Regions from separate parts of the Rattus norvegicus genome. Here region 1 is linked to region 2. Evidence: chromatin contacts called from public Hi-C data. All regions are on one chromosome and are shown on one strand. The core of a region is the stretch at or near the end of the contact, and the rest is flanking DNA. Distances in the headings are between cores, read along the strand shown.

Region 1 (4,648 bases), core at 1,150-3,649, 87 kb before region 2:
CTGACCTGGACAGATTCTGAATCTGGAGCCCACTGTTTTCGATCTTGGCAACTTTCTATCGCTCTTTTCTCTCACTTTTACTGCACTCACCTGATTAAACACTTGTGCCTTTAAAGATCAGAGACGTAGGGCAGGGGTGGTGGGTGGGAAGTGTTTTTACGCCCGGCTCTGCTTTCCTAGGTCATTGTATTATTAACATTAAAAGCAATCGACGGCAATTCTGGGCGGCGCCAAGGCTCTGCCTACCGTCTTCTAGCAGAGCTTAGTGGTTGAATTAGGAATTGCAGCTCCTACCCAAGACCCTGCGGACGCTGCTAGAGGCGACTTCGGCTGGCCTTGTCTGGAACGGCACTAGATTCTGCAGGGTTGAAGACGGGGTAAGGGATGTCTTCTCCCTGGTGCAAATTCGGGCAACAAAAGCATTTTTCGGGAGAGTGGGTGGGAAGCCGGGGTTCACAGGAATCAGTATTCCAGCCAGCGTGGTCGCCACGCCCTTAAACTATCCTGGAGATGCTGGAACCGCCCTCTCCACATGGAGTCCCCTGGCTTTGGCCTCCTTGGGGAAGAAAGCCAGAGTTCGGAGAGCTTACCCCAGACACGCTTGCACGTCCGCGCGGTCCAGGAGAGCTAAAAGCCCATTCTTCCTTCCAGTCCTTGGCCCTTCGCTCCTTCTAAGTTATCGCTCGGCAGGCTTGCGTCCCTCCAAACTCAAAAACGAACTGACTAGAAGTAAAAATCGAATGGATGGATGTCCACTGACCGAGAAACGCCCACGCCTTGCGTCTTTCTCTCCCTCACCAGGAAAGTCCCCAGGACTCTCCATCCTAGAGCACAGAGTCTTAGTCTCTCTGCTGCCACACCCTCTTCTGGTGCAAAGCACCCGCCTCAAGGTTGCTAGAACGTGAACATTAAGACAGGACATTCTTCTTGCTTTGCAGACAAAGAAGTCGGTATCAGGCCGGCTGTTCCAAACCTCTGAGGCCATGTCCCAGGTTAAAGCCTTGCGCTGGACGGTCTCAGACGTGCAGGATTCCAGGCAGGGAGGAGTCAGAGTTCTCATCCCCGCTCCCTTCTCAAAGACATCTTCCTTGGACCACTCAAGCACCCTCTTCTTGGTTCGGTCTGTGGGGTTTCCAGGCCTGAGCAGGTGTGAAGTTCTAGATTCCGAACTTGGCTGAGCTTGTGAGTGGGGGTGGGGGGTGTCCCAGGAGCCCGTAGCCAGGAGTAGGGAAGAGGGAGGGACCAAAGCGTGCACACACCAGTGTGTTCATATTTAATTTACAAAGGAGCCTCAGAAACCCTGCCGGGTGGTCCCTTTAGATGCAGCGTTCTTCCTGCATTTCTCTGCGCCCCCTTCCTGCTCATTAAAATGCTTAACACTCAAATCGGGGTATTGATCTCTGCAGAGGCCCCAAACACACTGCCATCCAACCAAGACAGAAGGCTGACTCTGATGATGGCTGGGAGACCACGAGAACCCCAGTATTACAGTGTATATGAAAAAGAAGGAGTGGGGACTCCACATGTCTCTGAAAACCTATGCCCCCTTACCAGTACTGGCTAACAGCTCTGCCTCCTGGGATGCCGTAGGCGGGGGAGTGAGATGATGCATTTTAGTCAAATGCCTAGACATCCCTTGAAATCCTCCTGCTTGTCGCTAAAAGAGAGAAATGTCCAGGGTTTGCCAAAGAGAACAGCTAGTCCCAAGTCTGCTGAGGCCAGCTGTTACATGAGGGCGTGAGATGGCAGGGCGGTGGTTGCTGCCTAGGCTTTAACTCTGTGTGTGTGTGTGTGTGTGTGTGTGTGTGTGTGTGTGTGTGTGTGTGTGTGTACACGAGCATGCAGGGGTTGAGGGCATGCTTGCTAGAGATGCTGAGAGGATACTGAGGGGTGGGAGTGCAGGAAATGCTCATGGGTATAAGTCCCTAGTCCACAGCACTTAAGAAGAGCAAACGGTTTTTTTGTAACTATCCTGTTCCCTGTCATCACCATCAGTGGTAACCTCGGTGCTCTATTAGCCTGCAGCAAGCAAGAGCAGAATGAGACATTTGGGTGAGTTCAACATAGTGTTTAAGGAGCTCAGAAGATACTCATCCCACTGTAAGCACCAGCGAGCTCACGGGCAGTGGAGTGCACGCACTGGTCTTGCCACAAAAGACCTGAGTGTGGAGTTCAAGCTAAAGAGGTTGAGCAGGGTCTGGATGGGCTGGGGAGGTGGGCATCTTCTCTCCTGCGCACCTCTCAGCGCACCCTGCAGGGTTGTGCCTTCTCGTCTGGCGAGTTAGTTTGGCGGTGATTGGGGGCGGAGGGGAGCCGGGATTTGTATCTGCCCAGATCCAGGCAAAAAATGACAGAGAGGGTGAGGCGCTCTGCTAACACTATCAATTATGCATCGTGTTGAACGAGGCTTCGGGGAGGGGGAGGCTAGCAGCCGGCTGGAAGGAAAGGGTCCGGGAGAGCCAGGCAGCGCAGTTCAGCAGGTCCCGCTGGAGGTCTTTCTGTGCGGCTGCTTGCTTTGGGGAGGAAAAAAGTGTTTAAAGGCAAAGACACGCCCCTCCAGTCCTATGCCTTTCTTTCTCCCAAATTCCTCAAAGATGGTTTGTCTCACGTGTTGCGGGGCGTAGAAAGGATCGTATTCAGTTAAAAGCAAAAGCTCGCGGGCGCTGGCGGGACGGGCGCGTGAGGGTGAGTGAGCGTGGATATTTGTGTGCGCGAAAGAGAACGGTGAGTGTTCGAGTGAAGGTGTGCTTGTGAAAATGTGTGTGAAGGTAGGGAGAACTTAGCGCGTTGACGCGATTATTACATGTTGACGGGTAGTTCTACTAACCTGTGAAGGTCATGTGGAGAGGGTGTGTGTGTGTGTGTGTGTGTGTGTGTGTGTGTGTGTGTGTGTGTGTGTGTGTGTTGGGGAGGGCTTTGGAGACATAACGAGGAATAGTGACCATGTTATCAAATGTGTAAATGTTGGGAGAAATAGAAAATGGGTTATAGGGGTACGGAGGGGGGCTGGGGAGGGCAGAGCCTAGGGCTATGGGCATATGGAGCCCCTTGAAACTGACAGAACTCAGCCTGGAGTGAGTAGAGGATCTCTATGGCTTTAACAAATGTAAACGCTGCACGAGGTGGGAGACTGTGCGCGTTCCCGCTGAGCCCGTGGGCGCGCGACGGCTCTCCAACCTGCAATCATCGAGAAGTAGGGCGAACAGATAAGAAAGGACAAAATTGAAGTAGGACTTCGGGCCAAGAGGAGTTCTTTCAATATACTACCCCTTTCTCCCCACTGCCACAGCAACAGATGCCAGAAGCGCCCTTGGACTGTCACCTGATTCTGGAGAACGGCTTGCAGTCTGAAGGCGGCACACTGCAGGTCAGAGAGCAGCAGGTAAACAGTGGAAGGACCCCACAACCACAGCCCACAAGGTCGGTCCAGCCTAGCCAGGGTTGGGTGGCTGTCTGGGAGGAACAGGGAAGGGAGGTACCTCCCTTAAAAGCAAAAGCAAGAAGGGAACCAGCTAATTTCAAAGGCAGGGTGTGGGAGAGGGTCTACAAAGACTGACAGGAGCCTCAAGTTGGGGCAGGGGGTCTATGTTAATGTATTTGTATGTCTAGAGATAGGGGGTGCACTCAGGTATAGAGACTTGGACTGTCTCCGAGTTTATTAGCTAGAGACTGTCCCCTAAAAACTGTGGGCAGAGGGATTCACCTGGGCTCTGTGGAATCCAAAGAGGAAGCTTTAGAGACTGTCTCCACAACATGCCTGCTCTAGGCATGGGGGTTGGGAGGCAGGTAAAATTTTCTTCTCAGCTGGAAGAATGGTTGAACAGTTGTGACTCTCCCCTGAGGGGAGCTGCAGCCCAGGGCAGAGAGGCTAGAAGGCATAAGTGGGTGGAGGCTTCCTAGATTCCCCACACCACACCTCACAAGTTCTCCATGTTGCCTATCGGCTAGGGCTTCAGTCTCTGAGGAGGGCAGTGTAGCATCTATGTCTCTGAGTGTGGAATGGTTCACATGAGGACTTGTGTCCCTGCGCCTGTCAGTTCTCACTGTACACAGGAAAGTGCTTTGCTTCCCGGTGGAGAACACTGTGGCAAAGCTGCATTGAGTTTCGAGAACAATGAGGGCTCCTGGGTATATTGTGTAGATGTCTGGGTGCCCTTGTTTTTGTGTCTGTATAACTCATTGTGAACCTCCTGGTAGAGTCTCAGTGCCTTGTAGTTGGAGGTATCAGGGAGATGCCTGAGTTTTTGTTTGCGCTGTTGTTGCTTGTAAGGAAGTGTGTGCGATTGCTGTGCGTGGGACAAAGGATTCCAAAGGAGACAGTTAGTCATGAACGAAATCTTCCTACCTCTCCATTTCATCAAGTAAAATGAAGATAGAGAAAGAAGGGTCCGTGTGGGGCCCATTGTAGACCAGAAGCATTGGGTGCTTTGGAGGGGGCAGCTCCAGCTGAGGGGATTGATGGGGGCTGGGGGAGGGGTGCTCCATGCCCTCTGGAGAAAGAAGACACTTTCTGAAAGCAAGCCTTCATTGAGTCTGCAGGCTTTCACTGGGCTCCATTCAGTACCCAAGGTTTCTGGAGCCCACATAGGTTTAGGAGGTAGAGTTTGTTAGGGGAGGGGAGAGAGGTGTGGTGTAAGTGACTGTCTCA
Region 2 (4,506 bases), core at 842-3,341:
GCTGCCCCAGGAACCCTCCAGCTTCGGGCCAGAGCGCTGCCAGTCTTCTCTCTCTCCTGGCTGCTTTTAAATTCATTATGCCTTTTATTGCTTGCTATTGCCTGCGCTATTCCCATTGCCCTGGAGACTAGAGTGGTTCAAGCGGGAGAGGCGCACGATGCGGATTTCATTAACTCCACTCTTTACTGCCCATTCACTCTCAGGGGCCTGGCCTGGAGGGGTAGGGAGGGAGAACTGGGCACCTCTTTGTTGTCCCGGTCCCTCAGTGCGGACCTGCTTCCCTGGTCTTTCAAAGCTTCCACCTGTCTCGGCCCTGGTAGAGAGGAATGCTGTGACCCATTTCACAGGTTGGGAGATAGGTTTGGGACTACAAAAAGGAAGTGGTTGGAGGTGCAGAACGAAAGCGCAGGTTAGAATTGAGCTGCCAGCCCCTTCCCTGGCTGGTAAGGCCGACTCTCCGAGAATCTTCTCTGTACCGGGATCCCAACGCTGTCCCTTCTCTGCCTGTCTGGCCTCCATCAAATCTGCGGACTGCAGCAAAGGCGGCTCTTCCTTGCAAATGAGGCAGTTTTATGGGCTTTAGAAAAACACTCCAATTGTTCCCTCAATTACCCTGGAGCAGATTGAATATATTAATCTCTCTCTTAACTCGAGTTAGAGACTCAGCTGCCACCCCTCCCCCCAGCCACCAGCCCCTTTCTGCAGGCACGTGCCAGGGATTGACTCCCAGCCCCCACCTTTCTGGGCCTGGAGCCCCAAGCTGGTCAGTTTAGTCCCTGGCAAATGCCCCTCCCCCACCCCCTCTCTCCCTACACACAAATACACACACACACACACACACACACACACACACACACACACGGGAGGGCGGGGAGAGAAAGAGAGAGCCCTGTTTTACATTTCCCTATCAATTTTCATTGATTTTTTTTCTCCTTTGCCATTATTTGAAAGAGCTTTTTTTTCCTGAGTAAACGTGATCATGGGGACATGCACCCTCCCACCCCTCTTACCACATAGGGACTGGGCGGGGTCTCAGGCTCTCCCCTCAAGCTCCAGTGACAAGTGCCTCCAGCTTAAACACACTCTGCCCCAGGCAGCTGAGCCCTGCTAAAAGCTACCTGAGGTTTCCCTTTGTACCTCGATTTTCTTTTATTTCTGAGGAACAAAGGCGCTGTCAAGGCGTTCTCAGAGAGTGCTGTCACCCGCACAGGGAGGGGTGTAGCCTGTCTCTATGGTGGTGAGGCTGAGACTGGCAGAGCAGTGGAGTAGCCAGTTCTGGCCCTGGGGAGGATAGGGCAGTGAGTATTTCCAACCCCTCCCCCAGCGCACGGCGCGCGCGCGCGCGCGCACACACACACACACACACACACACACACACACACCAAGGAGAGGAGCCAGGGACTGGCTGGCCCCATAATGGCCCGTTGACCACCTGTAATGAAGCACTTCCTATCCAATGAATCCTCAAGGGAGGATCCAGGGGTCCCACCCAGGGTGCCTCTCCTAGGTGAGCATCAGAAGCCGGGGTCCTGTACTTATGTCCCTGCACAAGCCTCTGCCTCTGTCTCCACACTGCCTGATCTTTGAGCTGTCTCTAAAAGCCCTTGGAATCCTGTCATAGAGGCCCCTTCTTTATCAGCTGGCTGGACAGAGCAGGCACATGGATCAGAAGGACTCGATGCAGGTTAAGCTCTGGTTTAGCAGCACCTTGACCTTGTATAAGTTACAGGCCATTCTCAGCCTCTGCTTCCCCACCTGTGAAATGGGTGAGAACAACTCCTGTATCCACCATTACTGGGAAGATCTGAGTGAAAGAGAAGTGGTTGGTATACAGTCCAGCATGCCCTGCAGCAGGCGTTTAACAGAAGCTTGCTGTTCTAGCAACGAGTGCACAGGAGAATCTGTGTTGAGCAAGGTATAGTTCAGGCCTCTGTTTCTGCACCTAGAAAACAAGATTGCTCCTTCTTGCCTGGCTCCCAAAAGAGGAATGCTGTGGACTTGTGAGTCCCACTATCCCTGGGTCAGATACCACACTGCAGGGTAGAGAGGGCCAGTCTGGGTGCTAGTCTGGGAAGTGGCTCCATTAGCAGATTGTTGTAAGGGAACAGAGCAGATGGCCCTGCTGGCCCGCCTCCTCTCTGCCTCTCCCCTCTCCCACCGGCAAGAACTGGTGCTGACTCACACCTCCTGGGTGCCTGCAAGTGTGAGCCTGTGTGTGTGTGTGTGTGTGTGTGTGTGTGTATGAGAGAGACAGAGAGACAAAGAGAGTCTGCATATGAGTGTGTGTGTGTGAGAGAGAGAGAGACAGAGACAGAGAGACAGAGAGAGAGAGAGACAGACAGAGAGACAGAGAAAGACAGAGAGGGAGCCTACGTGTGTGTGTGTGTGTGTGTGTGTGTGTGTGTGTGTGTGTGTGAGAGAGAGAGAGAGAGAGAGAGAAAGAGAGAGAGAGAGCCTGCATACATATGAGTATGTGTGTGTGAGAGAGAGGATGCCCTGTGCATGAGTGTGTGAGAGAGAACAGAGAAAGACAGAGACAGAGAGACAGAGAGAGATAGAGAGAGACAGAAAATCCAGTTGAGGGTAATGGAGAGGAAGGGGGTGCCTGCTTCTGAAATCCTCAGCCGAACCCCAGCTCCAGGGAAATGTGAACCCATCTGTCATTCCCAGCAATTTCCTTCACAGGTGTTTAGGCTCACAGAAGCACACATGTACATAGTGATCATATGTGTGCAAAAACACACCATGTCCTCTCCCAAAGACAAGTCCATAAGAAACATGCACACATGGGAAGTACACATGCATACCCCCACATGTAGACCCATGCCTCCTGGTTTCGTCTCTACAGACGCCAGAGCACAATATCTACCAAATGAGTAGGGGACACGGCAAGTGTGATGTATGAGGTGAGATTAAAGCGCTGTGTGAAACTGATATTTAATTCAACTCTGACAGCAGACGGGGGCAGGCAGCAGGGGAAGCTGACAGCCTGGATGCTTGGTCTCCATGATGGTTGGCCTACGAGCTGTCAGCACAGCCACCCTCAGCCTAGACTGAGTCTGCAAAGTCTCAGGGTCAGCAGATGCCAAGGCCAGCACAAAGTAGTCCCTTTCCTGGGATAAGCCAAGCATTCATATGGGTGTCCTTCCCCTGTCTCACTCCCACAGCCTTCCCGGTGGTACTGTGGTCCAACCTCACTTGACATAAGGTGGCATCGTTCATTCATCCATCCACCCACCCGTGCCTTCATTCTATTCACTTTCCCGAGCAGCAGACTGAGTTTCTGTGTGTCCAGCCCTTGGAGAAATGTCCATATAGCCACAGGGATATATCTCGGAGGAGATAGAAGGCACGAACAGTGACTTTCCAAACCCACAATATCTATAAGTGAGCCCCAAGGCCTCAGATCACTGCAGAGCAGCAGCTCTGGGAGGATTTAGAAGACTGGAGCTTTGAACCTCAGTTCCTAGCTGCATCTGAACAGTTACGACTCAGCTGGAGTCCCCAACCTCCTTGGGCCTCGTAGTCCTCAGCCAAACAATGGGCACAGTGATGTCTAGTGAGGAAGCCATGGGGTTTGGGTGAAGAGAAGGGTGGGAACTTATATGGTGTAAAACCCTCCTCACAGACATCAGGATGATAGCTGAGCCATGCCTCAAGGATAGATGGGGCAGGAGAGGGTTCTAATGGAACTCTCAGAAAGAGCACAGTGCAGAGGCAGGATATGGAGCCAGGAAAGAAATTGGCTGGTAAGGAGAACTCAGGAAGTAAAGAATTGTAGAAATACCAAGGGGATGGAGAGGAGGTGGTGTCTCCACAGGCTTTGGGATTTCTGTCATGGAAGCTGCTCTGAGCCAGACTGACCAAGGCAGAGTCCATACTTCACTGGGCACCCACAAAGCCTCATTAGAGCACCGCATTGGTCTCAGGAGGAAGGCAGGGTAGCCTGACAGTATTCCATTTCTGTGGAGGAAACTAAATCCTAGAGAAGGCAAGGTCCTGCAGAGCCAGCACCAAAGCCAAGATGGAATCCTGCTCTCTACAGCATGTTCCGGACTCTCTGCTCCAGCAGTCAGCATCAGTGTAGGGTGAGGGATGACGAACTGCATTCCTGGCCAGGCAGACTCACAATTTGCAAACTCTTCCTCAATCCCTTAGAAGTGGACCCTACTGCTTCAAGTCTTGACCCCTTGGACAAGAGCAGAAGGAAGTAGCTGGGCTTCCTGGTGGCATCTTATGAATATGATATGATACCAAGATCAGCTAAGACAGGTTACCCAGTGTTCAGCTGACCGTCCCAGCGATGGACTCGTGGACTGGGTGGTTTGGGATCAAGGCTGGAGTGAAGTTGGGGATGTTCAGTGTGAAGAGTTCAGGACAAATTTTGTGGCTCCCTAGAACTGGCTGGTGAGACGTAGAAGAAATACTGCATCAAAATTCCCAGCACATGAGTAAACCCTCCGATACTCTGTCCGAAGAATGAGGGTCTTACACCAGCAAGCACCA

Evidence for each region. Hi-C and Micro-C count contacts between places; a contact is called where the count stands out from the background.
Region 1: a contact with region 2 is called in a Hi-C map of prefrontal cortex, with 2.4 times the contacts expected there. The contact joins the promoter of Islr2 here to the enhancer-like site in region 2. A contact is called at or near these places in 2 of 12 Hi-C or Micro-C datasets (the A7r5 cell line and prefrontal cortex).

The regions. Positions count from the first base shown.
Region 1 is chr8:67,507,732-67,512,379 of GRCr8, reverse strand. Islr2 (immunoglobulin superfamily containing leucine-rich repeat 2) reads left to right here and starts at 2,399. Exons shown (of 3, transcript NM_001399427.1): 1 at 2,399-2,685; 2 at 3,290-3,420. LOC134480059 (a long non-coding RNA gene) reads right to left here and starts at 49. Exons shown (of 2, transcript XR_010054192.1): 1 at 1-49.
Region 2 is chr8:67,420,711-67,425,216 of GRCr8, reverse strand. It overlaps a transcript of Ccdc33 not described here. Among named protein-coding and RNA genes, the nearest start is that of Ccdc33, 9.5 kb to the right of the region's middle. Within about 2 kb of position 2,091, at least 30 of the 93 cell types and tissues checked have an H3K27ac peak or open chromatin away from gene starts, as enhancers often do. A contact at or near this core is called in prefrontal cortex, where this site is marked.